2 separate regions of the Sus scrofa genome follow, and region 1 is linked to region 2. Evidence: chromatin contacts called from public HiChIP or PLAC-seq data. All regions are on one chromosome and are shown on one strand. Each heading gives the region's core, a stretch centred on a gene start, on an enhancer-like site or on the middle of the called end of the contact. The rest is flanking DNA. Distances are from core to core; before and after follow the strand shown.

What was found. HiChIP or PLAC-seq counts read pairs in DNA pulled down with a chosen protein or histone mark.
Region 1: an H3K27ac HiChIP or PLAC-seq map of skeletal muscle shows a contact between it and region 2, with 6 times the contacts expected there. The contact joins two enhancer-like sites. A contact is called at or near these places in 2 of 47 Hi-C or Micro-C datasets (psoas muscle and skeletal muscle) and 1 of 2 datasets of contacts at active chromatin or transcription factors (skeletal muscle).

What each region holds. Positions count from the first base shown.
Region 1 is chr13:21,078,795-21,084,919 of Sscrofa11.1, forward strand. The region is part of intron 20 of ARPP21 (cAMP-regulated phosphoprotein 21); the gene reads left to right. Among named protein-coding and RNA genes, the nearest start is that of MIR128-2, 43 kb to the left of the region's middle. Within about 2 kb of position 4,032, at least 2 of the 83 cell types and tissues checked have an H3K27ac peak or open chromatin away from gene starts, as enhancers often do. A contact at or near this core is called in skeletal muscle, where this site is marked.
Region 2 is chr13:20,858,806-20,865,515 of Sscrofa11.1, forward strand. No RefSeq gene overlaps it. Among named protein-coding and RNA genes, the nearest start is that of ARPP21, 93 kb to the right of the region's middle. Within about 2 kb of position 4,221, at least 5 of the 83 cell types and tissues checked have an H3K27ac peak or open chromatin away from gene starts, as enhancers often do. A contact at or near this core is called in skeletal muscle, where this site is marked.

The sequences.
Region 1 (6,125 bases), core at 2,782-5,281, 220 kb after region 2:
ATCAATGAAAATGTCCACCAGAGAGAATGCTACTGTGGGAAATTATTAGAGCCATCTCTGTCTTGACTTTGCCCCAAGCTTAGTCTGAGAAAAGAACTCCTCCAAGCTGCTGGAGCAACAATTTGCTGCCACCCAGCCTGGTGTCAATGTGTTCATAATTTAACACTGGTAGAGGTGCAGAAATGCAAGAATGCCACGTTTTCTTCTAAGCCGCCCGGCCTCATTAAGAAAGTACAACGTTTGTGAGTCTTTCATGCAGTTTTTCTCCCTCTGGGTTGTGGAAGCGCTCTGGCTGTCAGCACAGCACTCTGGGCCAGGAAAGTTCAGAGAATTACTTCAATAATATGACAGCCTCTTCCATTTAAAATGGAATTCAGTGCCAGCTTCCCTCAGAGGCATTCATTGAAATTCTGTGCATGAGCCATTCCTGTAGTCATTTAACAATGTCTCTCATGTTTGCCCTGATAAAGAAAGAAAGAGAGAGAGTAAAGAAAAGAAAGAGAAGGAGAGGGAGAGAAGGAGAGAGAAAGAAAGAAAAGCAGCTTTGTAGTTGCGATACCGTGGATCAGGGTGCTGTAACTGCAGTGAAAAGGGCCCTCAGCTTGCAGTAATAAGATGATGCCTGTGATGTGGACTGCCACTAGACAATGACCCACATGTGGACATTCTCAGGAGATGGTAAAGATGGTTTTAGGAATTACTCTCTGTGCTGTCTGAAGGCTCATGAGCAAGTAGGAGAAAAACAACTACTTCAGGAAGCATCATTCCACTTAACGGCTTGTCGCAGCTCTCCTCAAGTCCATCAGGATGGACAGACTTCCCTGGGATGCGTGCTGCATCCCCTCCGTTCTCTGGCAGCCTCTCCCTGCTCAGTCTGCCTCTTGTTCCTACGGAATTAAAACCACTGACTAACAAATGGTGAGGGAGAGGAGGATGGATGCAGAGACAGCCAGTAAATAACGTGAAGGCAGACATTTACACAAAGATGAAAAGATGTTGATAATGGGCTTCAACAGCACCCCCCCAAAAAAGGGCCATTTTTTGTACTCCTCTATTTTAATTTTTTGGACTGCTTTATGCTGTTTTACTTCATGTATAAGAACAAAAGAGTATCTAATTATGATGTCCAGGCTAGATATTTCTATCCTGTATCTTTGTTTTTAGACATATTTGAAGATAAATTCTTCCAATCCAGTCTATGCAGCTTTCTTATTTTAAAAATCCTAGGTAGCATTTTAGTTTACATAAATCGGGAGACTGACAGAGGCAAGATGCTTCAAAAGATACACAGCTTGCTTTTCAAAGTTGACCACACTTGGAGTTCCCTGGTGGTTCAGTGGGTTAAGGACCTGGCATTATCACTGCTATGACATAGGTTCTGGCTCAGGAACTTACGCATGCTGTAAAATGTTGACCCCACTTAACCTAAGCTGTCGCACTTGGGAGTCATCTTGGGATTTGGAGTAGAACAGCATCTGTAAGGGCCAGTGATATCAGATGCCCTCCTTAGTGTCTGAGGACCCCCTGGTTCCTGGAGGCCTCAATGTCAGTGGAACTGTTGAGGACGTCTTCCATGCTCCATGATGGTGGGTAGGGGGCACCCTTTACCTTGAATCCGCCTCTCTTTCAGGAAACCATAGAGTTTCCATAATATCATAGGAAATATCCATTCTCCTCACTCAAGGCTACCTTGGGCACCAAGGTGCTGTAGGTAGATGAAGCTAAAAAGGACCCCTGAATTACAGACAGTTCCTTTGGAATGAAGTAAAACCAGGGAACAAATCCAGTGTTCACAGAATCAGAAACGTTATGATAGCGGTCTGTAAATTCCCAAGGTACAGCCACCTCCAGGTGCCCTAGGGGAGTCTTAATTTTTTCCAAGCTGATAGTCTGGGTTGTTTTGCAAAGTTTCTGTATATCTTCTTTCTCTAACCTACTTTTATCTTTCAAATACTATCAGTACGATTTTTGTTTCCAAAGGCCAGGTGACTTTTCCTGAGGGCAGCCAGTTGCCTGGAACATTAAAATAACAGAACTGATATTAAATTTAATGTGCAAATAAGATATTGTTGTCTTATATTTTCAGAGCATTTTGAGAAAACAATCCAGAGTAAATATACAGAGTCCTCAATGATGGTGAGGAGAGCCATTATTTAAAATGGTCCTAGTAATTGAAAACTATAGTATCTGCTGATTAGAAACTAATGAGGTAAATGAACGGACTAGAATCCATTTGACTCACTTCACCCCACATTCAACCTGACTTTCTTGGTGTCCCATTATCTGAGTAAAAAAAAACCTTTAAAACATTCCTGAGTTGTCTGAGTTGATTTTGACAGGGCAATTATGCTTTACCTTTGATTTTCTTTCTTTCTTTGCTACTAGCAAGATGTTCAACAGACTGTGGATGCTAACCCTTGTCTTCTTACTTAATTGTTTTAACCATTAAGGAAACAATTAATGTGATGAATAGCCATTGAGTACCTGCCACACCAAGAGGATTACGTGGAGGTATGAGACTTAGGAGAATGTATAACAAATAGTACTACAATTTAGGCAGTAAAAGCAGGGGATGCCCAAGTCAGAAAACTGTAATGTAAATTCAGGCTTTCCCTCCTGCTAGCTGGCTGACCTCAACAGATGTCTGAATCTAAATCACTATTGTCTCTTTTATAAAAGGAGTGTAATAACACTGCCTGCCTCCCAGGATTTTTGTGACAATAAAGTAAGAATGCTTAATTTACTGTTTGGATCAGAGTAAGTGATCAACAAATAGAGCTAGTTAGCTCAGTTATAATGGAAAATCTTTAAGATGAAAGTGTAGAGAAACTGATAGGAAACCAAGAAACAACCAGGCACATATTAGAAGGTGGTACAATGTGTGAACTATAAAACTTCAGCAAAGGACAACTAGTCCTGGATAAGCATTTTTTGCTTTCATATTCTTCACCAGCCATGCGACAGCTAAACTCCTTCTCAAAACCAGGTACAAAAAAACAACAGAATTTGAATTCAGAATCAAGTATCTGCTTCCTTAGAAACCTGTAGAAATACGTGTATGCTGGTTCATCTAAGTTAAGTGATATTTTATATTAAGCAGATTATTAAGTTTAATAATTAAAAAAGACATTATACCATGTTAAGAGTACTTAATAAACACAACAGGAAAATTACACTGCTTGGGTGGGTTTGGGGAGGTGATGAGAACTATCTAGCTTCCCAGTTATTTTGCTCTGTAGATATTTGCCCTCTTAACTATGCCCCTTTCTCAGCATCAACTTTTATAACAACAGCCAAGGAAACAAAATCCTGAAAATACATGTTACAGCTTTGCCATTTCATTCATTTCTAAAATGATTATTACATTATTATTCTGTAATAATGTATTCAAAAGAGTTAAAATAATGTCAGTCACAGTCCTGCAATTTATAACTCCTAATCAGTTTACATTTGATTTTTCAGAAGTGTTCTACATCAAGAAATGTTTCTGTGACAGAATATTAATGCATTACCCTCAAACTACAAATAGTATTTGGTAACTGCTATATTTCAGTAGAAACAATATTAAATTTTCAGATTTGTAAGAGCCAGGGTTTTTTTTAATTTTATAACTCCTCAATCTTAGTAGAGTGTACTCTTTTATTTGCTAGGAGGCATTTGTCCATTCCTAACCTTTTTACCTTTAGAAAATAAAAGATGCATGTGACTTGAAAACTGAACTAACCTTGACTGAAAAAGGAATAATAAAAATAGCTAATGTCTTTATGATCTCCATAGCAAGCCTACAGGGCAGATACTGTAGCTGTTGCTGTTTTGTAAGATGCATTCTATCTTGTTAATCCTCAATAAATATGAAAAACTGATCATCTCACAGCTAAGAATTGACAAACTGGAAAACATTTCTCATGTGAATAGATGAGATAAGCAAGTTGCCACCAGCACTGCCATCTCTGCCTTCGGCTGTGCTGTGTCCCAGGCAGACCCTGTTAGTTCATTCTTAGGTCACTGCTATCACATTTCTATCTGTCTATTTCTGGATGGGAGGTCAGATTCACACTCCAGACAGCCTCCTGTCTCAAAGACCATTCTGCCACCTACCTTCTGCAACATCATTTAAAGAAATGGGTACCTTCAATTAAACCATCCCAGGTGTAAATTTCTTGCCTGGAGAGCAAACTGAGAAATGAATGGCATTCATGAATATAAGTTTGGCTTTCCTTACACCTAAGTTTTCATTTTGAAATTGTACAGCCTTATTCACTCCTCCCATAAATCTTGATTTATTGGAAGTGTGTTTACTGTAGGAACCCCACTGCAGAGCTGGTAGGCCACTTCTATGCACAGAATATTAATGAATTACCCTCAAACTACAAATAGTATTTGGTATTAAAGTTCACAAGTGAGCAGGCAGAGGAGGCCTGGGGAGGGAGACACTGCAATGGTCCTGCATCTGTGCACTCAGCAAAGATGAACTGCACCCTCACAGGTCCCACACTTTTACTGGGATGAGGCTGCCCGACCTCCTCACTCCTTTTCTCTCCTTAACTGTTACTTGAGAGTTGCTTTCTCTTCCTACGGAGACATTCTGTTTTCTGTATCCTATCAGCTCTGTTATCATCAGACTTTTTCCCCTCACCCCAATTTTGGTTTAGAGCTGCTATAATAAATGAATCTTTTATAGGCCACCTCAATTTATTTTTGAACAGACTCTGTAAAACAGAGTCATTTCAAAGCTGACTCTGTGAAAGGATGTTAGGATTCAATAAGCAAATACATCATCTTTAGATGCAAGGTCACTGCACCTCACCTGTCCTCCTCCCTCCCCTCTTTTCCTCTCTTTTTGTTTACATAGTAGCTGTGTGCATTCAGGGCCATTGAGACCCAGCTGGGCTTTTAGCATAAGACCAAATATAAGTCAGATTCTTAAAAGACATTTCTCTCATTTTCAACCTGTACTTTGAATCATCAGCTAGAGGTACGGTTCCATTATATTCACCATGACATGGACTTGGGAATGCATTCACCTTATCTGCTCTTTGTTCTAGAACTAGGAAATGGTAAGCAAGGCTGTTGGTCATGAATTTTCTATAGTTCTACCAAGTTATTTTCTTACATATGTCACAATTCTTGCTTCAGTGAATTTGATGCAGCTAGGAACAACGTCATAATAACAGTAAAATAGCAACTGGTTTTTTTCAGGGCCAATGAGTATATGAATGAGTGGTAGATCTAGATGATAGGAAATCATATAAAACAGTTTTTTGCAATTAATCCTATAAGAAATTTCTCCCTGCAATAGGAAGCATTCTGAGAGGTAGAGAGGACCATGATATGGCCTTAAGTCACAGTTCTTGTTCTCAAGTCTGCTGATTTTTTCATATTGTACAAACCCTCTTTGATGGTGTAATTAATATCAAATAGACCCTCAGAGCATATGAAAGGAGGCTTGACTGTGTGCCATGGATGCAGGGTAACTGGAGAGATGGTGGCTGTTACCCTTAATTAGATTCTTAATATGTGGTGTCTTTATAAGAATTGAAAATAACTTAGCCCACTATGAAAATGGAATAGGGGTAGTAATGTGAATATAAAATCAAATAATAAAAAATAAAATGGGATAGAGGAGTACCCTGGTGACCTAGTGGGTTAAGGACCTGGTATTATCACTGCTGTGGCACAGGGTTGATCCCTAGGCAGGGAACTTCCACATGCCATGGGTGCAGCCAAAAAAAAGGCAGGGGGACACATAAGAAGGTCAAAGGATAACTTTCCAGATTACACACCTGTCCCATTACCAAGGCCGGCACAGTCTAGGCCTCCCAACTTGGCTTATCCCCTCATTTGGTCTCTTAGGTGTTCCAAACTGACCAGACCTTGTTTCCATCTCATCTGATGAAATAAGCTGTCTCCTATTTGCAAGACATGTTTCCACAATATTTCTAAGAGGAGTGAAAATACATTTTTGCATAGCAGAGGACAGCAAAGTATATATATTATTTTTACCTTTCCTCAATTAAAACTTTCACATACACTCAAAATTTTTTATTTATAAACAACACACATTGATTAGGAATTTTTTACCCTTTCAGTTTTTAAAATCTGGTTGTAAAACAGTGTTTACGCTA
Region 2 (6,710 bases), core at 2,971-5,470:
TGGCTCAGCAGAAACGAATCTGACTAGTATCCATTAGGACATAGGTTTGATCCCTGGCCTCGCTCAGTGGATTAAGGATATGGCATTGCTGTGAGCTATGGTGTAGGTCACAGATGCGGCCCAGATCTGGTGTGGCTGTGACTGTCACTGTTGCCGGTGGCTACAGCTCCAATTTGACTTCTAGCCTGGGAACCTCCATGTGCAGCAGGTGTGGCCCTAAAAGGACAAAAAAAAAAAAAAAAAAAAAAAAAAAGCAGCAGCAAAAGACATAAAAATGAGTAAAAGGGGAAGAAGTGAAAGGTAAAATAAGACAGATTTATACCTGTATATAGATATGCATGTGTGTTACACATATAAACACACACACAAGTTAAACTTTGGGTAAATTATGTTATTTTTTAATAAACATAATAGTAAAAAAATTAAAAGAAGAATAGACAGGGGAGGGATTTCTACTCAGTTGTACCCTAAACTATGTTCCAATAATCTATAATAAAAGCAGTAAATCACAAACAGTAAATTCTTTCCCACAGTAGGAAACATGTAATCTTTTCTTTTCTCTGATTTTTTTTTTAAGAGTCCTGTGTATTACACAGTACCAGGACCTAGAGATTAGGATACCTGGTCCCCTGAAAACAAGTCTCTGTAAAAGGAACAACTACAAATATGTTCAGTGAATGCCCCCAAATGTCATCTATTTTTAATGTCAGCTTTTGGGGAAATTGTATCTCTGCCTTCCATTAAGATGCAGGGATTTCTTGCTTAAATACCATCTGCTCAGATAGGATACCTGCTGAAAGAAACTATTACTTCAGTTCTTTGACATATGCTTTGTTTTTGTTCTCGTGGGAACTGATTACTCTTTATTCTACCTTGCAAGCAGCAAAATTTTAACCAGAATACTTGACTTTTAAGCTGCTTACATTTTTAAAAAAGTGATAGCATTTTTCCTACTGATTAAGAACCAATGTATATTCACTATAGAGAATTTAGAAATATGGACAATTAAAAAGAAAAGATGATATCATCCAATAAGCTGAATACCCAGAGATGACCACAATTTGCTAAATTCCTTTTCAAGCCTTCTTTGTAACATATAAATATTATAAAATGCAGTAATACTATATGGAGAGTATCAGTTTTCATCCTTTCTACTTTACATCATATGTTTTCTGGGTGTAAATATTCTTCACAATCTGATTTTAAAAATTAGGTGGTTCTCTGCTAATGCATATAAAGGGTTCTCCAGAGAAACAGAACCAGTAATATATATATGTTCATATTATATATTATTTTATTGTATTTTTCGTCTTTTTTCTTTTTAGGGCCACACCTGTGGCATATGGAGGTTCTCATGCCAGGGGTCGAATCGGACCCTTACACCACAACCACAGCAACATGGAACCGAGGCGTGTCTACAGCCCACACCACAGCTCACCACAACACCAGATCCTTAACCCACTGAGTGAGGCCAGGGATCAAATCTGCATCCTCATGGATACTAGTTGAGTTCATTAACCACTTAGCCATGATGGGAACTCCCATATTATATATCAGCTATATATATTATACACACACACAAACACATACATACACACATATATATATGGTGAGGGAGATTTATTATAAGAAATTGGATCATTTGCAGGATAGCCAGTGGTGCAAGAGCCCAGGGAGAGCTGATGTTCCATTCAAAGGCCTTCAGAAAGAGTCAGTATTGTAGATGATCCAAAGTCTATCACTGGAGAGTTCTCACTGATTCAAGGGAGGGTTGGTCTTTTTGCTCTATTCAGACCTTCAATTATTAGTTGAGGCCCACCTCCTTATGAAGAGCAATCTTCTTCACCCAAGTCCACTGACTTCAGTGTCAATTTCATGCAAAAATGCCCTCCCAGCTACCTTGAATTACATCTCACCAACTATCTGGGTACTTCATAGTCCAGCCAGGTTGATACATATATTTAACCATCACAATGTGTATGTCTTGATTTGTTTAACCAAATTGTATGAGTGAATATTTTTAGGTGATTTTTATTTTTTATAACCTTTTTTTTTTTTTTTTTTTTTTGACCATGCCCCTGGCATGCAGAAGTTCTCAGACCAGGGATTAAACCTACACCACGGCAGTGACAATGCCAGATCCTTAACCCAATTTACTGCCAGAGAGCTCCTATTTAGGTGATTTTTAAATAAATGGAACTTTACAATCAGTCATCCCTCCTTCACCCACTGACATTTTATCACACAACCTTTCCTTCTGAGAATGGAGAAATAGAGCTTTTTTAAGCACAGCAACCTAAGACTTTCACTGTCAGCTAGAGTTGGTGTGTCACCAGAAATGTTTCCTACTCTCATCCCATGTGTTTCTAATGAACTGATATGAAATTATTGTCTTTCCCTCCCTCCTACTCCTCTGTTACTCTAAGATGATACCGCATATGGGCCACCACAGTCTTCATCATACCCTTCTGCTAGGGATCTCTTGTCAACACCTCCTGCTTTAAATGTAGGAGATACAACCTATCAAGATGCAATGCCTAACTGTCTGATCATCCCTCCCCTACTTCTAAGGTCTATTTTTCCCCCTGATTCTTGCTTTGAATTTTTTTTTTGGCCACACCCATGTCATGTAGAAGTTCTGGGCCAGGGATCAAACCCATGCCACAGCAGCAACCCAAGCTACTGCAGTGACAATGCCAGATCCTTACCCACTGCATCGCAAGTGTACTCCAAATTAATATTTTTTAAAGTGAAAATGAGGGCATTGGAGGTAAGAGGCACTCTTGAGACATAACAATGTTCAAACATCTCAAAAATTTGCACATATTAGGAGAAAGAGTAGGGGAGGTCTAATGGTCATGTTATTTTTTATTATTTAATTTTGATTATTTCATCAAGGTGAAACCATGGGAGATGTACCAATCATCTTTCTTACTCTTGCACTGTTACTCACCCACCTCCCAAATTCTCTTTTGTGAAGAAAAGACTACTTATGTCATGAGGTGCACTTCAGATATGTCTATGGCTGTGTTTTAATTTTTATTCCAGCCCAACTGACCTCATTGTTAGAATAAATTCTGTCCAAACTCTGGAATAAGCTTTCCTTTCAGTGTGTTGGGGAGATTTTCATCTTTATTCATATTTTCATAAGTAGAGAAGTTGAGAAAGACCATTTCTGAACCTATACATCAGACACAATTTTAACCACTGGCATATGTTTTGTTTGTTTGGTTGGTTGGTTTTTGTTTTGTTTGCTTTCTAGGGCTGCACTTGCAGCACATGGGAGTTTCCAGGTTAGGGGTCAAATCAGAATTGTAGCTGCCAGCCTACACCCCAGCCACAGCAACGCAGGATCTGAGCCATGTCTGCCACCTACACCACAGCTCACAGCAACTCTGGATCCTTAACCCACTGAAAGAGGCCAGGGATCAAACCCACATCCTCATGGAGCCTAGTCAGGGAGGATCCTAAGCCATGATGGGAACTCCCCACTGACATATGTTTTAAATAGGAATTCATGATGCTGTTATCTTGAGCTGTATGTCCGCTGCAATCCAGGAAGGCCAGTGACCTAACAAATTGAAGTGACTCGATAAAGTTATTTCTTAATGCTCTATTTTAGATTTTACATTTGCAACTGTAGCTAATTGGATCCAACGCGAAATCTAATTAAAACCTCATTGTACCATCTGTGTTCTTTGGTTAAAGGACATGTACTATTAAACAAGTGCTGAAAAGGAGGTATTGAGTTACTTAAAATTCAGTTTCTTCCATTCTCAAAAACTGAATGGTAGCAGAGTGTTATACTCCATGGTTGTATCCAGTCTTCAAAAACTCCCCAAAGCCATAGCTAATTTTCCTATTAATTACAGACTTGAGATGGCACCATCAAATTCAATCTCACAATTTCAGCAACGAAGAAGAGAGAGAAAAAAATATATACGTGCGCGCGCACACACACACACACACACACACAGAGGAAAAAAAGAACCTTGGTAATGCACACACAGCAGTTTTCCAAGGGTTTCATCCTTTCTTCTCTCACTTCATTTAATCCAAATGAGAAATGTTTTGTTTAACTGGAGAGTTTCAGGATTTTCTCTGCCCACAAATGGACTGACCCCTTAATAATCGTAATTTCTCTGTGTTACATGGTAAGAAAGTCAGAAAGGAGAAAAAGAAGGAAATCAAGAAGTGATACTATTGAAGTGAAATTTACACACTCATAAAAAATTAAGTGGCTATTGTAGTTTAATTCACATGAGCATGGTCCATACTTAGTTTATTCCTCCTCTGATGGTCACATGGTATCTACAAAGAACTTACTGACATGGAATCTTAGTTGAAATGCTAAAAATCAGTTTCATTATAAGTTTTCAGTTTCCTTCTCTGTTAAAAATATAAAACATATTAAGACATTTCTTCCTTATAGGTCTTAGATTTTTAAAAAGCCCTCTGGTGGCCTCCAGTTTATTTATATACTAGCAGCTGCAGTCATGACATCAAGATGCAATAAAACTATCTCTCAGTAATGCAGGCACCTGTTGTTAAAGAAAGAAATCTAGGACAGACAGGCAGAGGCTGCTGGATCCTAAGTGATGGGGGGTTGGGGGATCACCCTGAGAAAGTAGATGTATTTTCATAGCAGCAGGCCAGAGGTTCAGGCATCAGTGGCTGAATGGCCCCTATTTTGTCCCTTGTTTAGTTAAACTGACCTCTTTACTCACATATAGACATAAATCAGTGTCTATGTGCAGTTCACAACAAAACTATAATGGAACCAAGTTTGTCTTCTCCCTTGTTTTTGAAGCTGTGAACCCTGTTGCAAAAGATCCAGAAGCACACAGCACACCCTTGACAAAAATCAGTGATAGATGGGGCAGTAGGAACTTTCAACACTGAGATGATCCAGGGCAAATGCAATCCAATTGTTTGTTTAAAATTGTTAAAATTGTTTTTTTGTTTGTTTGTTTTAAATAGCTGTCCCAAGTTAAGTATCAAATAGGCTCATTGACGGTTTTGGTCTTTAAAATACCCTATCCGACAGGCAAAGCAGAGATTACGTTGAAGCAGTTGAGGATACTAAGGGTCGCATAGGTTGAGTGATTTGCCCAAGGTCACATACCACAAAGCTGGTCCAGGATAAACATGGAGCTCTTGGAACAACGCTGAGTTACCTGAGCACACACACAGTTGAGTTAGAATTATGACTTTGTCACATTTTTTTCTCTCTGAAACTTGGTCTCCTGGTCTATACATGGTTTGATGTGGGATCACATGTGATAACATACATCTGACACAACCAACAATGACATGAATGGTACACTCAGTACTCAGATCCTGTTCCTAGACTCTTTTTGTATGAACTCAAACTAAAACAACATTCTGTGGTTTGTAAAAATTGGCAAAATATGTATTATTCAATAAATGCAGTTTTCTACTGAGCATTTTTCTTTCAAAAGATGATATGCATGGGAGTTCCCGTCATGGCTCAGTGGTCGACGAACCTGACTAGGAACCATGAGGTTGAGGGTTCAATCCCTGGCCTTGCTCAGTGGGTTAAGGATCTGGGGTTGCCATGAGCTGTGGTGTAGGTCACAGACGTGGCTCGGATCCCACGTTGCTATGGCTTTGGCGTAGGCCAGTGGCTACAGCTCCGATTCGACCCCTAGCCTGGGAACCTCAATATGCTGCGGGAGTGGCCCAAGAAATGGCAAAAAGAAAAAGATGATATGCATGAACATAAAAGGAATGTAAGGATGTATCAATATTAGAGTCCGTTTTTAAGGATTAATTCTTTTTCATGGAAAAGCACGGACTTCAACAAAAGGAACCAAAGACAAAATCAGTTGATGCTGAAATTTGATCCTTCTCTGAGATCTTCCTTGAAAGAAATTCGAGCAAGTAATTGATTGATTAAAGGTTCAAGTCTTCTAACTATTTGATATCACAAACCCAGCACAGTGAAAGAGGCCAGATACTCCTTCTTTACCACTGCTTTCTGCCACTTCCCTTCCATACATCTATTGCCCTTGCTAAGTATGTAATAAATACCTCTGATGTTTGATATAGATGTGCAGAGCTTCTGGTGAAAACAGAGAAAGAGGAAAGCAGCTTATACTGATGTAATTGGTGCAAACCTTGGATTGGATCACAGTGTTCTCAGATGGTTGTAAATGATGAAGCACTGATTTTGTTGTTAGTTTTTTTTTTTTTCTCTTTAAATTCCTCTATAGTTTACTGGAATTTAAGTCAATATAATGAGCATCCTGTAAATGACAAAATTTTAAGAGAAACCAGTAGTACGCTGGATTCTAAGAACAAATTCCTATGAGAACAGACAGTTAACAAACCACTATAGATATATGAACAAGTCTTGCGTTGAAGAGCAGAAGGTCATTGTGAATATTCACTTTCTCTTGAAGGTTGCCTGTTTAGTCTACAGATAGCAGAACGAAATGAGTCACTCACAGACAGAAAATATAAGATTGGTCGGCCCTAAAGGTCATCCTGTTCAGGCATCCCAAGTGAGGCTGTTCTCACTTTCCAACCCTAATTGATTGGTGGTGGCTGTCAGACTGGCACGTTCAGAAGGATAGGGCTTTGCACAGAAACAGGAGAAAACTAACTGGGATGGATTAATAATATTTGTGGTGGCCTGATTAGGAAGAATATCGGTTTATGTAAAATACTTGTTTCAGCCTCCACTT